Linked DNA regions of Mus musculus: region 1 is linked to region 2. The links are chromatin contacts, called in public ChIA-PET maps. All regions are on one chromosome and are shown on one strand. Each heading gives the region's core, a stretch centred on a gene start, on an enhancer-like site or on the middle of the called end of the contact. The rest is flanking DNA. Distances are from core to core; before and after follow the strand shown. Region 1 holds the start of Itga1 (integrin alpha 1). Region 2 overlaps Itga2 (integrin alpha 2).

Evidence for each region. ChIA-PET counts read pairs in DNA pulled down with a chosen protein or histone mark.
Region 1: an RNA polymerase II ChIA-PET map of effector CD8 T cells shows a contact between it and region 2, with 66 read pairs. The contact joins the promoter of Itga1 here to the enhancer-like site in region 2. A contact is called at or near these places in 4 of 39 promoter capture datasets (embryonic stem cells, hippocampal neurons, second pharyngeal arch cranial neural crest and 1 more), 3 of 115 datasets of contacts at active chromatin or transcription factors (bone marrow-derived macrophages, effector CD8 T cells and pancreatic cancer cells) and 2 of 9 other capture datasets (adipose tissue and liver).

Annotation. Positions count from the first base shown.
Region 1 is chr13:115,100,655-115,106,443 of GRCm38.p6, forward strand. It overlaps Itga1 (integrin alpha 1), which reads right to left and starts at 1,310. Exons shown (of 29, transcript NM_001033228.3): 1 at 817-1,310. The coding sequence starts at 877.
Region 2 is chr13:114,911,854-114,918,454 of GRCm38.p6, forward strand. All of the region lies in intron 1 of Itga2 (integrin alpha 2), which reads right to left. Among named protein-coding and RNA genes, the nearest start is that of Gm34845, 8.6 kb to the right of the region's middle. Within about 2 kb of position 3,313, at least 63 of the 459 cell types and tissues checked have an H3K27ac peak or open chromatin away from gene starts, as enhancers often do. A contact at or near this core is called in effector CD8 T cells and pancreatic cancer cells, where this site is marked.

The DNA of each region.
Region 1 (5,789 bases), core at 60-2,559, 190 kb after region 2:
CACTGCAGGGTTAACTGGCCCTATGTAATAGTCCAATGTGAAATTAACTAGTTAGGCACGCCAACAGTGAAAACAATCAGGCAATTGAATATCATGTCCTGTTAAAGAAAGCTACTAATTGAAGAACTAAAGAAGTGATAAACTGTGCTTAAATCCTTTCACTTGGACACCAGCTCAGTTTCCCTCCCCAACTGGTAACTACAATAAAGGCTGTGAGCTTAGCTACTGTTAGGGAAATCGGAAATGTCCCCACATTTCTCTCAGTTGAATAGAACACTGCAGTATCTTTTAAGAAGGTACTGCACCTTCTTAAGAAACGCATTTGTATTTGAAAGACAGCACTGCGACATTTGGGTGCTAAACATTCAATTTCAAAATGTTCCGCCTCTTAGGAGCTAACGTAGAAACGTCATATTGGGACAAGAAGTAGATTTGTCTGGCATGCCTGTCTTTCCTTGTTCTTTGGCAGAGAAGGTCCTAAGTATTAAAAAGGAAGAAAATGCTATCAAGTTCACTTCTGAGCAACCCTAGGGCAGGAACTTTGCACACTAATCAGACGCCTCCGGTTACTCTCTCCCTTGCAATAATTCAAATGCCTAAAACACAACGCACAACTTAAAAACAACTTTAATTAGAAATGCCAGATGTACTTGGAAAGTTCTCAGCACCTCCTCCCTCACGCGGGCGCTACCTTCAGTCCTTTGAACTGACAGCTGTACCTGAGGTCCCCTCTGGTTTGCCCTTCTGCTATGTGTGTCACCCCTCACCAAAGCCCCAAGCCCCACCAGAGATGCTCAGGAAAGCAGGGTCGCTCACCGGTGAGAAGCCAGATGCAGGCTACAGTGACCTCTAGGCTAGCAGGACGCCTGGGGACCATTGCTGGAGTGGCTGCTGGAACCAGCGACGTACTGGTTCGTGGGCAGGAGCTGGCAGGAACAGGCAGAAGCCAGGCGCCGGCGACTTGCGCTCTGGGTCACTCGGTGCGGTCTCCGCGGGTGTCCGGCAGCGGCCCCAGCGGCTGCAGCGCCCTGGAGCGGTGGAAGAGTAATTTCCTGTGTTTTGGTCGAATGCTGCTAAGCCCGCTCCACGCTTCTCAGATCCCAGATGGATTGCCACATCTCCCGCCCCTTTGCGCTCAAGTCTCTGAAATCTCACTGGCAGCCACCCAGGCTCTGTCCGAGACATGGACAAATAAAGCCAACTTCGCGGGACCGTGTTTAGGCTAAAGTCCACAGGCAGCAGCAAAGCAAACCTTAAAGGGACATCTGCCTTTCACTGAGAGGGCGATCTTGCTTCACGAACCAAATCCCAAAGGTGGTTGGAAGGCGGGGCTGGACATTCAGGAGGGTGTCGCCAGTCTAGTAGCCCCGCCTTCGCACCCCAGGACTTCTCCCGGATCTGGGTAGAAAGGGTACTTTCAAAGTGCCCGGGCTTTTACTCCTTGCTGGGAGGCTGCTTTCCTGTGTCCAGCTGCGCAGAATGGATCAGACTCGCAAGGAAGTTAGCCCTTTTATGCTAGCGGACTCAGGAACTTGGCCTTGGAGCCTTCTCGCCTCCAGGCATCCTGGCCACCGGCAAGCTTCTCGGAGGGCTTTCCTTTAAGTTACAGAGAGCTTGCCTCTTTTAGAAGACTCCTGATTAAAGGCAGTTGTAGATAAAGGGTTTTGATGGGGAAATCACAGTAAGACAGCCAGGAAAAAGGGAGAAACTAGACTGGGGGTGGGGAAGGAAGAGTTAGGGAAAGGGGGTGGGGAGGAAGGCAGTCTCCCTTGAAATGGAATGTGGACTATTTTGTCTAAGCTAAATTAGGATGTTTGAACGTTGAGAACTTGCTCTAATAGAAGCCAAGGTATTGTTTTAGGTTTTGTTTAGTTTTCTCCTTCTCCTTCTCCTTCTCCTTCTCCTTCTCCTTCTCCTTCTCCTTCTCCTTCTCCTTCTCCTTCTCCTTCTCCTTCTCCTTCTCCTTCTCCTTCTCCTTCTCCTTCTCCTTCTCCTTCTCCTTCTCCTTCTCCTTCTCCTTCTCCTTCTCCTCCTCCTCCTCCTCCTCCTCCTCCTCCTCCTCCTCCTCCTCCTCCTCCCCCTTCTCCTCCTTCTCCTCCTGGCTTCCTGTGCCTGGTCACTCATGATCCCTTCTAGCTTCAACAAATATGTGTCATTTTCAAGTGGCTTAGCACTTTTGAGAATTTCAAAGAAGAGGAAGGAATGGATGAGTGGGGTTTGTGGTTAGAGCCCCTTGCAGAAATCAGTCCAAGTTAGCAAATACTGGGACATCCCTGTCCAGAGCAGGACAAAGTAGGAGAAGGGTGCCACCCAAAGGAGGACCCACTGTCTAGACTACAAGGCAGGGAGCATAGATAGGGACTGGGAGTGGGGAGGGCTGAAGAAGCACACAGGTATCACTAAGTAAACTGCCAAATAGAGAAATACAGAAGCGACAAGGGGAAAGGACAAATGTTAAAGAAGTCTGGTGGCACACGCCTTTAATCCCTGCACTTGGGAGGCAGAGGCAGGCGGATTTCTGAGTTCGAGGCCAGCCTGGTCTACAAAGTGAGTTCAAGGACAGCCAGAGCTATAGAGCTATATAGAGAAACCCTGTCTCAAAAAAACAAGAAGAAGAAGGAGGAGGAGGAGGAGGAGGAAGGAGGAGGAGGAGGAGGAGGAGGAGGAGGAGGAGGAGGAGGAGGAGGAGGAGAAGGAGAAGGAGAAGGAGAAGGAGAAGGAGAAGAAGAAGAAGAAGAAGAAGAAGAAGAAGAAGAAGAAGAAGAAGAAGAAGAAGAAGAAGAAGAAGAAGAAGAAGAAGAAGAAGACGTCTGAATGTCAAGAATAGGGTGAGCTATTCGGGCGTGGTGGCATATGCCTGTTATCCCACCACTGGACAACCTGAGGAAGGAAGGCTTCAGATTCAAGAGGCGCTTGGGCCCCAGAGTGAGACCATGTCTCAAAATAGACAACACACACACACATGAGAGAGAGAGAGAGAGAGAGAGAGAGAGAGAGAGAGAGAGAGAGAGAACAAACAAAACGGTGAGGAGGACTCTGAGGTCACAGGGTACCTAACCGAATTACCACAACCATTAGTCCATTAGCAAAGAATTCCCTTTCTGTGGTGGTTTGAATATCCTTGGCCCACGGGAAGTGGCACTTTTAGGAGGTGTGGCCTTGCTGGAATAGGTGTGACCTTTTTGTAGGAAGTGTGTCACTGTATGTCACTGGTGGTGACCTTTGAGGTTTCTAAAGCCCCTTTCCCACTTAGCTCCCTCTGCCTTGTGATTGGGGCAGTTGAAAGCTCTCAGCTACTGCTCCAACATCACTCCTGCCTGCCTGCTGCATGAACCCTGCCTTTATGGGCAAGAACTCTAACCCACTGAAACTGTAAGCCTCAGTAAACCCATTCTTCTGTAAATCACATTGGTTCAGGTGTTTTATCACAGCAGTAGAAATATAACTAATACAGTTGATAATTCTGGTGAATAGTCTTAAAGAGAAACACACACACACACATGCATTTTACACTGAAGTTTGTGTTGGGCCTCATCTAATATACTGTAAAACCACCAAAGTTCTGGAGTTAGGTTGCATCGATGCCAGCTCATAGCAATCATAGCACTGTAGCTGTATAACATGGAAGAATAGCCTAGGTTTTCTTCTCTCTCTCTTTTTTTAATTTATTTATTATCCTACATAAGTACACTGTAGCTCTCTTCAGACACCAGAAGAGGTCATCAGATCCCATTACAGATGGTTGTGAGCTGCCATGTGGTTGCTGGGATTTGAACTCATGATGTCCGGAAAAGCAGTCAGTGCTCTTAACCACTGAGCCATCTCTCCAGCCTTAGCCTAGGTTTTTCTAATGATGAAACTAGCTCTGCTCCCTGAAGACTGTGTGAGGACTAAATGAGACAACCTCTAAGCCTTCAGCACAATGCTTGGACTGAATTAAATGCTCATGAGCTACTAAATATTCTTCTTTCTCATGGTAGAGAAATTGTCATTAGGTCAACAACAGAAACTTAGGCCTTCCCTATGTGTGATGGACCCTATAGAAAGCAATCACACTGTGATCACCATCAGGAGGGGAAAGTGGGTGTTTTTACCCCAAACTCTCCATTAACTCCTATTATTTTTTAAATTACCTTTGGCATATTTGCTAGAAATTATGGAACTATCCGTTAGATATGCTTACAAAATGGGTATACATTAAGGTACCAAACTATTATAACACTGGCACAGTTTGCTTTTCAAATTGGTTATTTGTCAAAGGGATTAAAAAAAAAACTAAAATAGCAAGTGTTGTCATGAAGATTTGGGGAGTAGGAGGGTTCCTTGGCAAAGACGAAGCCTAACACCACAGAAGGTGCTCTCACCTAGAAGGTGTTGCAAGATTTGCTCCATAGTAAATAATTTAAAGTTTTTTCCACAATGAAAAAAATATCTAAGAAAAAAATTAAATTTTTTTTTTTTAAAGAAAAGTTTATGCTGAGCCTTCAAGTACTTCTTTCAGCTTCATGATATATATTTTTTTTCATTAAAATAATTCTCTGAAAAGTCTGTACCTGTAAATAATGAGTTCTGGTCACCCTTTACCTCTCCAACTCTGCAGAAACCTTGAACCCAGTCAGCTCCCCACCCCCCACCCCCCATATGCATATGCTGTATGTGTGACATACTGAGTTTAACTATGGTTGCTGCATGAACTTGGGCGGGGTCAGGTTTTACTGGAGATATGGCAACCTACCAATGGCTATACCACTGTGGAAAAAATTGTACCAGTTCCTCCAATACTATTAACTGCCACATTTTTAAGGTATACAATCAAAATGTACCCTCATCTCACTCCTTGCCCACTCTAAGGATTTAGTGGTAGATAGCATGCCTAGATCTGCTTTTCTTTCTACAATGAGTCCCTAACATTTTATTTGTTTAATATATACAAATATATATATATTTGGTTTTCACACTATCTATCTATCTCTCTATCTCTCTATCTCTTTTAGTCAGGGTTTCTTTGCATGGCCCTGGCTGTCCTGGAAGTTGCTCTTTAGACCAGGCTGCCTCAAACTCAGAGATCCACCTGCCTCTGTCTCCCAAGTGCTGCAATTAAAGGGATGCACCATCACCACCTGAGTAATAACTTTAACTTGTAAATTTTGTTTGTTTTGTTGCAGTGCTAGGGACCGAACTCAGGGCCTTTTCTTTGCTAGGCTGGTGCTCTAGCACTGAGCTACATCCCTAGCCCCAGAGACTGTAACACTTTCCATGTTATCACCTCCACCTAAGCAACCAGGGAAGTGTCCAGGCAATGGTGCTTGCTAACAGGGAGAACCTACTCAGGTAAAGGGTGTGACTGACTGGTTTTTTAGGTTCTGCTGTAGACTGTGCTCCAATGCTCTTTTCTTCTGAGGTGAAACTGAGCAGCTAGGTTGTTATTCTGCTGTGAATCTGCTGTCCATTAACATCTTTTCACTTATAACTGGAAACAGAAAAAAACTGGCCTGCCCTCAATTCTAACATTGGCATGCTTTGTTTTAAGCCCACTAAGTTATGCCGTCTAGATTCATTGATGTTGTTACACCTTGAAAATTCACGATTGTTCCCTCTATGACCAAACCAAGCCCAGCAATGGAGAGTTCAGACTCCACCGCGAGCCAACCATTTGTTTTCTGTTATTGCGTAATGTTCTTGCGTGAGTGTTTTTTCACTTAAATAGGTGTTCCTCCCTCCCCATTTCCTGAACGTATCTGTGCCAGAAACCATGTCCAAAGGCACTTGAGCCACTGGTACAAAAGGAA
Region 2 (6,601 bases), core at 2,063-4,562:
AATGTGTGTGTGTGGTGTGTATGTGTATTGTGTGTGTATAGAGTGTGTGTATGTGAGTATGTGGTGTGGTATGATATATGCGTGTGGTATGTGTGTGTATGACTGTGTGAGTGTGTGTGTGTGTGTGTGAGTGTATGTGCATATGTGTGTGTATGACTGTGTTTATGGTGTGTGTGTATGACTGTGAGTGAGTGTGTGTGTGTGTGTGTGTTTTCAGGGCTGACTCTTTGGCACTGGGCAATCAATTGGTGTGCTCTTCTCTGGGAAACCAGTTCTTGCTCTCCCAGCTTCAGTCGCCCATGATTCTTTGTGTGGTTTTGAGGCCTGGTGGACTTCTCTCCATCCACCTTCACCTGCCCATTGCTGTCATCCTTGTTGAGATCACAGTTTGCATGCCAACGATCTGAGCCTTCCTTCACACACCTTTTAGTAACCCCTTCATGAGTCCTCAGTCTCCAATATCATCCCGTGAAGCAGTTCGTTTCCCAGCTGCATGCATACCCATTCTCTACCCCCGGGACAGTGGTTCTCAACCTTCCTGATGTCACGACTCTCTAAACAGTTGCTCATGTTGTGGTAACCCCAAACCATAAGCTTATTTTTATTGATACTTCATAACTGTAATTTTGCTACTACCAGGAATAGAATCGTAAATATCTATATTTCCTGATGGTCTTGGGTGACCCCTGTGAAAGGGTCATTTGACCTCAAAGGGGTCGCAACTCCCAGGTTGAGGACTGGTGCTCTGGGACCTCTCCTCCCACTGACCTCAAGCTCACACAGCTGAGAGCCTGGCTCCCTCACACACCTGGGCTCAAGCTGCTCCCTTGCCTTCTGGGAGCTTTTTCCACAGAGCCGTGTCTTCGCATTCGTTGCCTCTCCACCATTTTCACACACCAACCTGGCAGAGTTTCTCCCCCCATCACCTGTGGTAGACAGACTGTAGTGTTCCCTCTAGTGATCCCCCATCTCCTGAGAAACATGCCTTCAGGTCAAGGTGGGACCTTCAGCTTCACACATATGAAGATTAATAGCAAAAATAGAAGCAGATGTCACAGTTAATACCTGCCATCAATATGAGGAGCAGAAAGGCAATTATTCTTCAGGCAGGCAATCAAGTGAGATCTATCTCTACCCAACACCATGATTACAGCCTTCTACAAAAGTCTGAAAAAGCCCCGGCAAAGCCATGTCCAGACTCTGGCCCTCAGAATCTCAGTAAAGTGCATAATATTGTGGTAATTATCATACCATAGAATAAGTAATACAGAATCTATTCACAACATATTGTCCCATTTGTAGGAAATATTCTCTGCCTTCTTCATTACATTCTATTTATTTATTCATAATCAAGTAAAATTTCTGTGTCATATGCCTTTATTGTCTAACCCATGGAAATGGGAGACACGATGTTTTGCAGGGATAGAAGCTTCTAAAATTTAAGGAAGGGAAGTTCTTCAAGAAAACAAAATAATTTTCCTAGAAAAAAGAATTATAGATAAAACATTTATTTGAAATGAGAAAAGCAACACTAGGGATTTTTTTTTCCACTAACAACAAAATCAACTTGGTCTACAGTAATCTTTTCCCGCAGTTTATGGCTGCACATTTTTTATCATGTCTTCAAATGACAGTTTATATAATAATTGTTTAGAGGCAACAGCATGACTTTTTTTTAAAAGCAGGGTAAAATTATACCATTCAAGTATGTCCCTTCCCTCTGTACATTTTTTAAAAATGTCACATAAAGGTCCAGAATAGTTTCCCAATGGCATAAGAGTTAGGACATTTCAAGACATTTAACGTTTTCTTTTATAGGAATTAATCCATAATTCTGCATCATAAAACTTAACTATCCCCTGGTGGTTGATGTTTTTGTTGTTGAAATATGTTGGAAGGGAGATCATAATTTAACTTTTTTCATATTTAATAAAAATATCAGGCTGTGTGAATGTGTGGGACAGGGTCTGTACAGATATCTCTAAAATTGAAGCTCTGTGTATTTTATACTTAGTCTTCTTTGTTTATAAAAATAAGGACTATGTTTAACTTATTAACTGCCATATGGCCCAATACTTAGAGTAGTCCTCAATCAGTTGTAATTTTTAAATGAAAAAAAAAAGCCAATTATTTTGCCTTTCCTCCAAACAATAAATTGCTTACATAATAGTGGATGGACAAGAAAGACCTTTTTAATTAAAAATGACTCAGCGTTCTGGCTGGTTCAAAACAAGGGCTGGGCATGCAGGGTGCTCAGCTGATTTATAGATAGAGAGATTCATTAACGAGTATGTGCTGCGTACTATTCTGTATAAATAAAATCTAGAAATGCATGCATTAGAAGTATAAACTTCATATCATATGTCCATGCAAATATACATAAGTTTGTTTTCTATTTAGAATTCTATGGAACAGTGGTTCTCAACCTTCCTAAAGCTGTGACCCTTTAATAATCATGGTGTTGTGACCCCCCCAACCATAAAATTATTTTGTTGCTACTTCATAACTATAGCTGTGCTACTGTTATGAATTGTGACATAAATATCTGATGGGCAGACTATCTGATATGCAACCCCCAAAGCGGTAGTGACCCGCAGGTTAAGAATATGCTGTAGCATATCTAACTTTTCTTCTTATGTAGTTTCAGAAGACCCCCCCCAAAAGAAGATTGTTCACATTTGATGGTGGTAGCATGGCAGAATTATGCCATAGGTAAAAGTTAATTTTTTTAAAGTGAAAAATAAAATCCACTAATGGAGCAAAGATGATGGTACACTATGGGATCCAGGAGCTGTGCCTGTGGGGTTTGAGCAGCCTTGTGATCAAGCTTTTTAGCCTATGACAGCTGCTGCTTTCTCACTGTAAACTGGGTCAACACGTGAGTCTCCTGTACATCAGATAATGCACAAGGAACTCTCAACTAAGTGCCTAACGTGTGATACACACCTAGGAAAGCAAGCCAGTTTCTCACTGTTTTTACTCTTGGTATCACTGCGCACGCAGAGGCTAGCACACACTTCTTGGGAAATTTCACAAACCATACTCCTTGGTTGGACACACTCACTTCCCCCCAAGGACAGAAGAGCATATCCTGAACTAATTTGCATTTAATTTTCTAGAACTGCTGCCTCATGAGTGGCCAGATGATATGTGGCTGATATTTTGCTGACACACAGAAGAAGAATACCATAAAACCCAGGAAAATAGTGTCATTCTGTGAACCTTCTCAGGAAGCCACACTGGCAGGAAGTGGGTGATGCAGACCCTACTATGGAATTGAGCAAACAGACTTCAATTCCAAGTGCAGGTAATCATTATCCAGAGTACACATAGCTATCATCGGTAAAGGTCATAGGTCACATAAGATCTACACACACACAACGGCAGGAAGTCCGGTTTTCAGTTGCATTGTCTTCAGGATGAGAAGGGTCACAAGGCAGGTAGACAGTACACTTTCTTCTCACAAACGCAACCAAGTTAAGTTACAGTCTATTGGAGATGAGCATGGGGCATGGACAACTAAGATGTGGAATGCTTGTACAATGCACACACAAAAAGAATACAAGTTACAAGTGGGAAATTATTCCTTCAACTGCTCATGAATGTAGCAGTATAACCTGTTCTTGGCTTTCATCAAGAAAGAAAAATGCACCGGGAGAGTGTCACATCCAATAATCTTAGCATATGAGAGGGAGAGACTGCCTCCGCTCTTCCAGCTCCCCAGTGTTGGACACTCAAGTGAAATATGATAAGCCTACCATTATTTTAATGTTCCCCTACTAAGTAAATGAATGATAATAAAAACTAATGAACAAATAATTCAATAAATAAATTAAGAATAACAGCAACAATAATAATGAATGCCCAGCTATGGATTCACAATATACAAAATATTCACCCCTTTATAAAAATTACACTCAATCCTCCTTGTGAATGAACAACACACAAGACAATGTGCTTGTGATTGATCTAAAGCCACCTACAGTGACAGCCTGGAACTTACTCTTCACAGCTCAGTTCTGTGTGGCCATGACCAGGAAATGCTCTCACCGCAGGCTTCTCTTCTTCAGTGGCTTCCCCTCGGGGGACATTTGGTAACGTCTGATATATTTTTGATTGTCACACTGGGGCTGCTCTATCTAGTGGGTGGAGGCCAGGCACACTACACAGTATCCTGCACTTCTCATTCCCCCCACTCCCACCCCAAGCCCCACCCCCACCCCCAGCCTAGAAGAATCATCAGGCCCCAAATGCCAGCAAAGCTGGTGTCTGAACTGTAGTCTAAACAGTGAGTGAGGTCTCGTAAGCAACGTTAAGTTGTTTACGTTTCATCGGTGAAATATTTTGATACTCATTCATGGGGGGGGGGGGGCAGAGTCTCATCCTCCTTCCCCTGGTGTGAAATGGCACTTGCTCGTTGCTTGGATGAATAGAGGCAGTGGTGTGGTTTCCAAGTCAAAGGCAGTGAAGGCCACAAATTGCTCGCAGCATCTCTTAAAGTCTCTATTACTTTAAATTGTGTGGATACGTGTGCCTCTGTGTAGCTTTATACACATCAGTGAAGGTGTCCTTGGAGGTCAGAGGTATCTGGTGTCCTTGGATTGGGTCTCCAGAGTTACATCTGGTTATGAGCCTGTGAGTCACCCTATGTGGTGGCTGGGAGCCGAATTCAGACCCTCTCTGTGAGCAGAATGTTCTCCACACCACCGACCCATGTCTCCCAACTTCCTTCCCAGTATGTTTCTGAGAGAAGTCACCACACATAAAGGCAGGTTACTTAGTAGGTGCTTTGCCGTAGAGACAAATGGATGCCCCACAGGAAGAGAAAGCTGCTTGTCTTCTGACAGCAGCAAATGGCCAGAATCTCCAGTCAAGACACCCCTTAAAATCCCAAGCCAAGAACTATGAGATAATAAATGATCGTTAAGCTGATAGGACCCTGGCTTTGGGTGACTCTGCACAGTATGGCAAACCAGTGCAACCTATAGACTGTTCACCATAGTGAATCACTGCGGCGAACAGAATCTCTTCCCTCCCTGCTCAAGGTTTCTAAGCCACAAAAGTGTGATGTATCCTCTTTGAGTGACAGCTGTTGGGACTGTGTGTGCCAAAATAGAAGTTTTACTTTCAAGGAAAATTTCAGAGGGCAATCAAGAGGCATCTTGAAAACACATAGAGAACATTGCAGGTTGGACTCCTGTGCGTGTGTGTGTGTGTGTGTGTGTGTGTGTGTGTGTGTGAACTAGATGAGCTTTTGAGATTTCTTTTGGGCCCACATCAGAGGACACTAGCTCTAAGTTCTTTGACCTGAATATATATATATATATATATATATATATATATATATATATATATACATTTTTTTTCACAAAATACACTTCCAAGACTGTAACATAGAGGCAGTGACTCTGTGTGAGTAAAGAGGATGAAGGGACCACTCCATATCTAACCAATTACAAAAGAAGATGAAAAAGATAATGTTGGGGAAGCTGATACATTTCTACATCGCAGATGGCTATGCTGCTGAAAATGGGACAAGAGCTAACACACATACACAGAGACACAGGGAGACACCCTCCCCCCCCCCCATTTCATACCCACATACCACACACATTTCATTACATACATACCACATACACATCCCATACACACACCCTACATACACATACACACACACACACACACCACTGTACACATACATAGATACATCAACACACCACACACACAAACTCACAGATACAGACACGCATATAGACACACATACACACACCACACACACACACACACACACAACACACATGAACAAACACACACCACCTTTGGCAATGTACTGCTGCTTTGGGAAATCATCCAAGAGGAAACAGGAGGAAAAAATGTGTATAATGACTTTATAACTCCATTATACACAGCAGGTTTGAAGGAATTTCCACAGGAAGCAACCTAAATATCCAACAAAGGGACAATAGCTAGCCTGGAGAAGGCAGGATATACTGATTCATAACTGAAGGAAGAATGCTTAACATACAGATTTTTTTTCCTTAAGATGTAGCATTAACTCTTTCACACTTAGCCTTCAATAAAACTTCAGCACTGCGTCTGGAGGCAGTGGTAAAACAGCAAAGTCAGCTAAAAGCCAAAGATACACACACACACACACACACACACACACACACACACACACACACACACACACAGAGGTATGTGTGTGTATGTGTACATTTGTGTATATGTATATATATATACATATATACACATATGCATATTACATATGAAAGAATAGTGTGTACTGTGTATGCTAGGAGAGCTGAGACAAAAAGGCAGAATGCTTCCCTGCTGACTCAGTTGGGAAAATTGCCTGGGGAAACCCAATGTTTTGCTTCCATGTTCCTGTCCTCCTCTACTATTGATTTGGGGGTTCTAAATATAGCAGCTCACCCTCTTCTGTAGTTTCTCTTTCACAGTTTCACATTCCCAATGGGAATTTTTAGAAACAGCGTGTGATTCTTAACTTGCATGCTAGTCTAAGTAGCTCAATGAGTTCTCCTCCTCTGTGCTCCAAAAATATAAATTATCCCTCTCCCCAGCATAGACAAGCTACTTG